Linked DNA regions of Mus musculus: region 1 is linked to region 2. A link is a contact called in public HiChIP or PLAC-seq data. All regions are on one chromosome and are shown on one strand. The core of a region is the stretch at or near the end of the contact, and the rest is flanking DNA. Distances in the headings are between cores, read along the strand shown.

The links. HiChIP or PLAC-seq counts read pairs in DNA pulled down with a chosen protein or histone mark.
Region 1: a contact with region 2 is called in an H3K27ac HiChIP or PLAC-seq map of large pre-B cells, with 2.7 times the contacts expected there. The contact joins two enhancer-like sites.

Annotation. Positions count from the first base shown.
Region 1 is chr8:117,049,352-117,054,077 of GRCm38.p6, forward strand. It overlaps Pkd1l2 (polycystic kidney disease 1 like 2), which reads right to left. Exons shown (of 43, transcript NM_029686.4): 15 at 2,292-2,437; 16 at 1,679-1,870; 17 at 556-687. Among named protein-coding and RNA genes, the nearest start is that of Gm15395, 20 kb to the left of the region's middle. Within about 2 kb of position 2,155, at least 40 of the 459 cell types and tissues checked have an H3K27ac peak or open chromatin away from gene starts, as enhancers often do.
Region 2 is chr8:116,476,146-116,480,969 of GRCm38.p6, forward strand. No RefSeq gene overlaps it. Among named protein-coding and RNA genes, the nearest start is that of Dynlrb2, 26 kb to the right of the region's middle. Within about 2 kb of position 2,361, at least 21 of the 459 cell types and tissues checked have an H3K27ac peak or open chromatin away from gene starts, as enhancers often do.

The DNA of each region.
Region 1 (4,726 bases), core at 905-3,404, 570 kb after region 2:
AGAGGTCAATGCAGAAGGTGCTATCAAGCCTATTGAGATTTAATCCGGGACTCAGTCCCGCTCAGGACTTACCCACCAAGAGTGTCCAGGAGCTGAGGTACTTGTGCCCCACCCTCACCAGTCGCTGAGCACTGTGCGAATCCCCTGCCATGTGATCAGATAGGGGAGCTCTGAGGGCCACAGAGACCCCAGGCTAGAAAGGCAGGAGCCAGCAGCTGCATGTTAGGTTGACACACAGTGGGTCTGCAGCAATATCTGGACACATACTTGGGACCCAGGATGAATAGGATCCAGGTATTCCCGTTGGTATCCACTAGTGGGCAGTAAACATTCAGACCATAAGCCCAGTGCGAGGCACCTGGGCCTGCCATGAACCGCCTTCCCTTGAACCACCCATGAAGTACCCTTAGGAAGAAGATGGCAAACGTCTCGTAGCCCCAGGACAGTGCCATAATTGAGAGACTTCTTTGATCTATCCTCTAATGAGTTGCCACCCCCACACCATGGAGGGATGTGTGCTGTACATAGCCTGGCTCAGCCAGTGGAAAGTCTCACCTGGGCCGCAGGTGTGAGCTCCTCAGCACGCTGAGTCACCTCCCTCAGCACCTCAGCCAAAGCCTGGACCCTCTGCATGTTCTGCAGGCCGGTGGTGACCACGGACAGTGATCGCAGCATAAGCTCTCTGACCTTGGACAGAGGGAGAAAGGCCAGGAGATGAGCTGTACCTCAAAGGCACTGTGAAGGCATCTCAAGAGAATTCGGGGATCCTAGGAATGACACGGCTCATCCGGCTCTGTAGACCTGCATGTATGGCAGAGGGAACACCAGCCAAAAGAAACCCACATCTGCACCTTTGAAACCAGTGACCATGGTGCCCCACAGGAAAAAAAAAAAGAAAAGGTGCTTTGGCAAAAGCATCCTGAAGATACAGTTCAGGTTAGCACCTTCAAATGGGGAGCTCTTTCGGCAGCTACAGGTGGGGACGGTGTAATCGCAAGGGTCTCCATAAGAGAGGCAGGAACATTGGGGAAGGAGATGAGGGATGTATTCAGAGGTGAGAAAAGAGAGAGGGTTCAAAAATGTGGTAAGGAGGTGCTGGGGTCATAGCTCAATTAGTAAAGTACTTGGTATAGAAAAATGAAGACCTATGTTTGATCCTCTAGAGCACACAGACATACACACGTATGTGTACACACACGGGCACACACACACATGCACATACAGAGACACGCACACATGTGCACATGCACACACACACACACACACACACACATACACACACACACACACACACACACACACACACACACACACACACACACACACAACATGGAAAAGGGGATTAGGATCCCAAGACTGGTGATGACCTCTAGAAGCTAGAAAAAGGAGTAGATTCGATTCTTCCCTACAGTCTCCAGAAGGTTCTCTGCCAGAGTGAGGCTCACAACCTCTCTTTTGGATTCCAGAAGACCGTGACTCCATGGAGTTGAGCGGAGAAAGCGGGTTACCAATAAAGAAGACATTTCCTTCATTTTTTTTTATGTCACTCAGTGGAAGAACAAAAGCAGGAAGTGACCATGACCACTGTGGGAGGGGCACTCAAGGCTTCTCTGACTCACGAGCTCCATTCCCACCCCGAGAAGTCACATGCAGACTTTAAAGGACCCATTTCATGTACCTTCCGCTTGATGTCCATTCCAAGTTGCCCAGAGCCTGGGCTCTGGACCTCCGAGTTGAGTTCAGAGGACACAGCCTTGGCAAACAGGAGAAGCTGTTCACGGCCACTCTCTTGGTGCAGAGCTGTGGCGATTCTCTCTGACACCATCTCCTGGAATGTCACATCTTCAACACCCGTGTAACTGTGTCCCACCTGACAGGGGAACCAGAAACGGGATCAGTGGTCTTTTTGTTCAAGATGCTGGCCCCTAAAGCCATGGGTCTGGGAGCAGAGCAGGCCTGGTAGAGGAGCTCTTGCACTTCCTGAGGCTGGAGGGCACCCAGACACGTTTGTATCAGGCAAGTGATGGCTTCCACCACCACATCTTGTGCAAGCTCACACTCCACCTCTAGCTGCTTCCTTCGTCCCATCCACCCACACCCACACCTGCTTCTGAGCCTCTGAGCCATGAACTCCTTTTGAGATCTCTCCAGGCTCTGCCCAGAGTTCTGCTGGCTGATCATGGCTGCTCACCCGTGCCCTCAGCTGCCTCGGCATGCCCTGTAGTCGCAGCAGTTCAGCGGGGTGGAGACATTTCCCGGTAAAGAAACCCGATCCATCAACCACCACCTACCTTAACTGCCACTTGGGTCTGCTCTATGTCCCCTGCCCGATTGGTAACAGAGATGACCACTGGCAGGACAAAGCCATCCTTTTCTTCTCCAAGTGGTAGGTACACAGCAGGGAGGGCTGGTTCGGGGCCACAGTGGAGGCAGAAACCTGGCAAAAACAGAAATGGAGTGATTAGGAGGGCAGAGCCAAACCCCTGGCCACAGGGACAGAGAAGTCCCAGCTATTGAAGGTGTGACAGCCACTCTGGAAGGTCACTGGGCTGGTTAGAAGGCAGCCATATAGATTGCTACACCTTTAGAAACATTTCCCTAAGTGTGTGAAAAGTCGAGGAATCGTCTCCCCACTCATAAGTGGGTTTCTGATTTTGGGGGTTTTATTTGTTATTTTTTGTTGCCTTGGTTTGGTTTTTAAACTTTTTTTTAAAAAATTAGATTTATTCCTATTTTATGTATATAGGTGTTTTGCCCACATGTATATCTGTGCACCGTGTGCATGCCTGGTGCCTTAGGGGCCAAAGAGGACGTTCGATCTTCTGGACCAGGAGCTCCAGACGTTGGGAGCCACCATTCCCAGCACGGGAATGGAACCTGGATCCACTGGAAGAGCAACAAGTGCTCTTAACTGCTGAGCCATCTCTCCAGCCTGGAGGTGGTTTGTTTTGGCAGTTAGTTTAGTTAGTTAGTTAGTTATTAGTTATTGTTTTTTTTTTAATGTGGTAAAACAAATTACGACATGAACAAAAGGAAGTTGGGGAGTGGATGGAGAGAAAGGAATAGCAAGAGGAAGAGAATCAGCCTTCTAGACTCCACTCAGACCAGAGCCACACCTCTCCAGGAACCAGCAACACGAGCTAGCTGGGTTTCTCTCTCTCTCTCTCTCTCTCTCTCTCTCTCTCTCTCTCTCTGTGTGTGTGTGTGTGTGTGTGTGTGTGTGTGTGTGACAGAGACAGAGAGAGAGACAGAGAGAGGAGGCGGATACCCACATGCCGCAGCACACATATGGAGTGCAGAGGATAGCAGATAGCATCTTTGTGGTGTTGGTTTTCTCCTAACACCTTTATGTGGGTCTGAGGATGAAACTCAGGTCCCAGGCCAGAGCAGCAAGTACCTATACCTACTGAGCTATCTAGTCAGCCCATTGGGGGATTTTTGTTTATTGGTATTCACTTGGGATTTTGTTGGTTTTGTTTTTGTTGTTGTTTGTTTGTTTTTCTTTTTCTTTTTTTTAAAGATTTATTTATTATTATACATAAGTACACTGTAGTTGTCTTCAGAGGGTGTCAGATCTCATTACGGATGGTTGTGAGCCACGATGTGGTTGCTGGGATTTGAACTCAGGACCTCTGGAAGAGCAGTCAGTGCTCTTACCCGCTGAGCCATCTCGCCAGCCCTTGTTTGTTTTTCTGAGACAACGTCTCACTCTGTAGTTCAGGCTGGTCTAGAACTCACCATGGAGCCCAGGCTGATCTTGAGCTCAAGGCAATCCTCCTGCCCCAGCCTTTCAAGTGTGGGGACTGTCGACATGAGCTAGCACCCCTGGCGTCCACATTAGTTTGGGGATTTGTTTTAACAGTGATGGTAATGGAATCTGGTGCCTCACACACGAAAGAGTCCAGACAGGCACTATTCTCCCGCCCTTCACCCCAGCCTCACAGCACCTGCAGAGATGCTCCCAGTTGCTATGCTCAACAGTGCCCCCCTGTGGGACATGTCTTGGTTTACCAGTTGTCTCTGCTCTTAGATGTTAAAGATTGTGAAGGTAGCGATTTCCTCTGTGGTGCTCACTGCCGCATACCTAGCACCCAGAACAAAGCCTGACATCGGGCACCTGTCTGTTATAAACATGAGTGAGCAAATGAGTATCTTTTTTCCTTAAAGGAGCCTCACACATCACAGGAGCCTCTAGTCATTGTGTAGTGCTCAGACAACTGTGAAGCTATTGGCTTGCAAGTGAACAGTCAATGTTGTGTGTGTGGCCACACCTCCTGCCTTCTTGCTGAGCCCCGGGAGATGGGGACAAAGGGGAAACTGGCCTCTCCCTTTGGGTGCAGAGGGGAGGTGTTTGGAAATGAAGCCTACTTGCCGTGTGTGTATGTGTGTGTGTGTGTGTGTTTTCTGTCCACAGTCAGACCGAGTCATTATCATTATCACCTTAATGGCCCAGCGAACTGCATATTCTTTGACAGAGCACCCCACACAGGCTATATTCCCTCAGAAGGGTTTACACGCACCTTGCCCTGGGCAGGGAACACTGTTTATGCCATGTGATGTCTTGCTGAGTATGCCTGCACCACTCATGGTGCCTCAGCTGGGAAGAAAGTTCCACTTGAGCTAAGGCCCACACAGACCTTCTGTGACAGTCCCCAAATGCCCAAGGCCACAGGGGGAAACCTATGGCAACCAAAATGCTATGGTAAATGGAGTGAGCTGCCTAGCA
Region 2 (4,824 bases), core at 1,111-3,610:
ATCTCTCAAAGATTTGCTTTCATTTATGGATCTGTACATGTGAGTCTGCTATGTGCATCTGCCTGTAGAGGCAGAAGAGGCACAAGTCCCTAGCGCTGGTATTTCAGATGGTGGTGAGCCTCCTTAAGTGGGTGCTGGGAGCTGAACTTGGGTTGCTTGGGAAAAGGGTTAATACTTTTAACAGTCCAGATGTCTCTACAGCCCGGAAACATTTTAGCATACACATGGCCAGCTCCTACTCCAGAGTCACAAAGCAGGAGTTCTGGAGTTAGTTTTTATAATATTAGGATGCATTTTGGCAGAAGGTTCTGGCATGACACAATTGTGTTTAGGGATAAGCAGGCATCAGTTATATGATCCCTCAAGGAAATTAGTGCTTGAGAAGACCTGCTGGGTATCCTTCTAGGGAGCAGAGCTTCAAAATCTTGGCTTCCCACCTACTAAGAGAGACACAGACTAATACAGAGTAAGTGTTATTATACAGGAGACAGGATTATAATCAAACCATATTTCTCTCCCCTTTTTGGTTATAGACATCCGTGGTGGTTTAATGAGACGTCCCTGACAGGTTAGACATTTCAATACTTGGTCCGCAGTTGGTGATGCTATTTATGAAGGACATGGTGAGGAGATAGATGGGGGGGGGGTGGCTTTGAGAGTTCATAGCCTTACCTCACTTCTGGTTTCGTCCCTCTGCTTCGTGAGTTCAGTAAAGCACCCAGCCTCCCAACTTCCACTCTTGACCCCCGAATGTTGTATCAATGTGGCAGACTCTCTCTCCAGAACGAGAAGCCCAAATAAATCCTTTCTATACATTGCCTCAAACATGCTCTTTTACCACAGCAATGGGAAAACAAAAAAAAAAAACAAACAAAAAAAACCCACTAATTCTAGAACAGAGCATTTTAAGATGTATTTTCTCTAATCTATTTACATCACAAATTTTTTTTCAGAGCTGAGGACCGAACCCAGGGCCTTGCGCTTGCTAGGCAAGCGCTCTACCATTGGGTGAAATCCCCAACCCTTACATCACAAATTTTAAGTCTCTATGTTTACATACCACACATATATTTATGCTTCATACATAAAAGGATTTTTATCTCCCCCTTGGCCAATCTTTTTGACCCCCTGACAACAGCCCATTGAGAATGCATTTACAGAGATCCATTGAAGGGACAATGGCAGGACAGAGATGTGGGTAGATTTATTGGGAAGTTCGGGGGGACAAACAAGGGAGTGGCAGTTGGGTATGGTTTTGAAGAGTCATAAGAGTTTGCCTGGACTGGAGAGATGGCTCAGTGGTTAAGAGCACTGACTGCTCTCCAGAGGTCCGGAGTTCAATTCCCAGCAACCACATGATGGCTCACAACCATCTGTAATGGGGTCCGATGCCCTCTTCTGGTGTGTCTGAAGACAGCAACAGTGTACTCATATAAATAGCCACTGTGTTTGTGAAGCAAGGTATGTACTCTGAGATCTCCAGGTCCATAATACATGGAGCTGATCATTTAAAGTAGGAATTTTAGCCTAATTTCACTTCCAAAATGTCTCTTAGAAAGAATCCTGGAACCCTTAGTGAGTGCCAGGGGACTTGGTGAGCAGAAGCAAAAACAGTGAGTTGGTAAAGGTGGATATTTGGATTCCTTCACTTCAGCCTAGGTCTCAGGTGGGAAGTGATAAATAACGGAGTACACATTGGCTGTAGCTCATCTAACACACACACACACACACACACACACACACACACACACACACAAATTCCAATACCACCCAAAGCAAGGCATGAAAGTTCTCATTAATACACAGCACGGAGCTCTCAGCACCTAGTCCCAAGGGTGAAAACACCACTGAAAATCCAGTTCTTCTCAAAGCTCAGCATGCAACACCACCTCGTGTATGATCATAAAAGGCAGCCTGAGCTTAGATTTTTTAGATAAACACAGAGCTGCCAGTGAACCACGAGGCCAGCATCAGCTTCCGGTGAGACCAGGTTTCCTGTGGGACGCCTGGCATTTCCCAGTCCAGCTGATCGACAGATGGCCACACCCTATCTCTTGGGGAACTTTCTGGTTTCCTGTCTTCTCTCTTAGTTTCGTCGTATTTCCCATTTATGCAACAATGGGCATGCCCCATCTATTTGTTCTTAAATTAATGTTGCGGTTCTTTTTCCTAGGCTCAAGGAAGGTTAGGATTTTTGACAACCATGAATCTTTGTTCAAGATTTAGGGATGAGAGGTCTAGATAAAGCAAGAACCACAACCACCAAAAAGTCCTCTGCGATCATACATCTCTACTCCATGGACACAGACGTTTGTGCAAACGGAGAGTGTGGGCTGTGCACTTCCATAACCGCACCATTCTAGAGCTTCCAGGCTGGAGTACGATGGCCACCACCTTAAAACAAAAAGATGCCCTCCCAAGGTGCCTCCTCTTCCAAGGAAAAGAACTGCTTGCTCTTTGATGGTGCATTCTCCATCCAGTTGCCTGGCCTCTCTCGCACAATGAAGAAGAACCGGTTGGCCACCAGGATATTTACCCAGGATGCTTTGAAAATCATCTAAGAGGGATTCATGCAGTCAAGTGCCTATCACACCAGCATGAGAACCCCAGTTCAATCCCCACTTAGAAGCCAGGCTCATGAACTAGAGAGATGGTTCAGGACTGAGGCACACTTCCTGTTTTTCTGCAAGACCTATGTTCAGTGCCCAGCACACACATCAGGGCCATCAACTACAGGGGATTCACTGCCCCCTTTTGGCCCCTGTGAGTACTGCACCATGGATACAATCCTATAAGCAGGCTGTCATAAACATAATTTTTTTAAAAAAATGATCTTGGGTATTCTAAGATTCTGAGATAATATCCACTTATCAGTGAGTGCATACCATGTGTGTTCTTTTGTGGTTGGGTTACCTCACTCAGGTTAATATCTTCCAGATCCATCCATTTGCTTAAGAATTTCATGAAGTCATTGTTTTTAATAGTTGCGTAGTACTCCATTGTGTGAATGTACCATATTTTCTGTATCCATTCCTCTGTTGAGGGACATCTGGCTTCTTTCCAGCTTTTGGTTATTATAAATAAGGCTGCTATGAACATAGTGGAGCATGTGTCCTTATTACATGTTGGAACACCTTCTGGGTACAGCTGGGTCCTCCGGTAGTACCATGTCCAATTTTCTGAGGAACCACAGAACTGACTTCAAGAGTGGTTGTACCAGCTTGCAGTCCCACCAACAATGGAGGAGTGTTCCTCTTTCTCCATATCCTCACCAGCATCTGCTATTACCTGACTTTTTTATCTTAGCCATTCTGACTGGTGTGAGGTGGAATCTCAGGGTTGTTTCGATCTGCATTTCCCTGGGATCCATCCCATATGCAGTTACCAAACCCAGACACTATTGTGGATGCCAACAAGTGCTTGCTGACAGGAGCCTGATATAGCTGTCTCCTGAGAGGCTCTGCCAGTGCCTGACAACTATAGAGGTGGATGTTCTCAGCCAACCATTGGACTGAGCACAGGGTCCCCAATGGAGGAGCTAGAGAAAGGACCTGAGGAGCTGAAGGAGTTTGCAGCCCCATAGGAGGAACAATAATATGAACTAACCAGTATCTCCAGAGTTACCAGGGACTAAACCACCAACCAAAAAGTACACATGGAGGGACCCATGGCTCCAGCCACATATGTAGCAGAGGATGGCCTTGACAGACATCAACGGGAGGAGGCTAGATGCCCCAGTGTAGAGGAATGCCAGGGCAGGGAGTGGGTGGGTGGTGAGCAGTGGAGTAGGGAAATGGGATAGAGGGGTTTTCAGAGGGGAAATGAGGAAAGGGGATAACATTTGAAATGTAAGTAAAGAAAATATCCAATAAAAAATAGATCTTATTTTTTATAGGCAGAACCATAGCCATATGCCTGGAACCCCAGCAGAGTGGAGGCCAGCAGATCTGGGAAATCCACTGACTGCCCAGCCTAGGTGATAAGTGGGCTCCAGGTTCAGTGAGAACCTCTCTGGAAACGGGGGGGGGGGGGGATGTAGAGAACTGATCAAAGAGCTACAAATTACTTTGTTTTGAAAATCACAACAGATGCTGCCTTCAAATAAACTCTGCACAAAGCTTTGGTTGTGTGGTCATGCTAAGCCAATGCGTCTCAACCTGTGGGTCACAACTCCTCTGGGTGAATGACTCTTTCACGGGTGTTACCTAAGACCATCAGAAAGTGCAGATATTTGCATTACATCTCATAACAGTAGCAAAATTATACTTATGAAGTAGCAGCGAAGTAATTTTATTGGTCGGGGGTCACTACCACATAAGGAACTGTATTAAAGGGTCACAGCATTGAGAAGGTTGAGACCCACAGGTTCCCATAGAGGGTTTTTGTCACTGCTGTATCTCCATGGTCCCATTCTTTCCCTACTCCCTCACGAGCTTCTTGAGACCAGAGTCTGTGTCATCCTCACGTCTCCAGTGGCTACACAAACAGGGGCTTGTTTGGAGAGAACTCAAGTAAAGGAAAGGCAAATTAGAGGACACTGAGGTGGTTTCTCCGCGCAGTGAAGTTTCATTAAGCTGGCGAGGATATCCCCGTGTGGCAGGTAGCCTGGAGGAGCGCTAATGACCACCAGTGCTGACACCAACGGCAGGAGCAGGAGAAAGCCCACCCTCCAATACATCGTGTCCTACCCACAAGAGAACGGCCCCTCAGCTTCCCATCCTAAGCTACGTAAGCCGCAGGCCTTAATCGTGAATCTAAGATAGATGCCAGAAACGCGGCCCTCCAAAACTGCAGGCACAAAAATACGATCCAAGTACGTAAAAG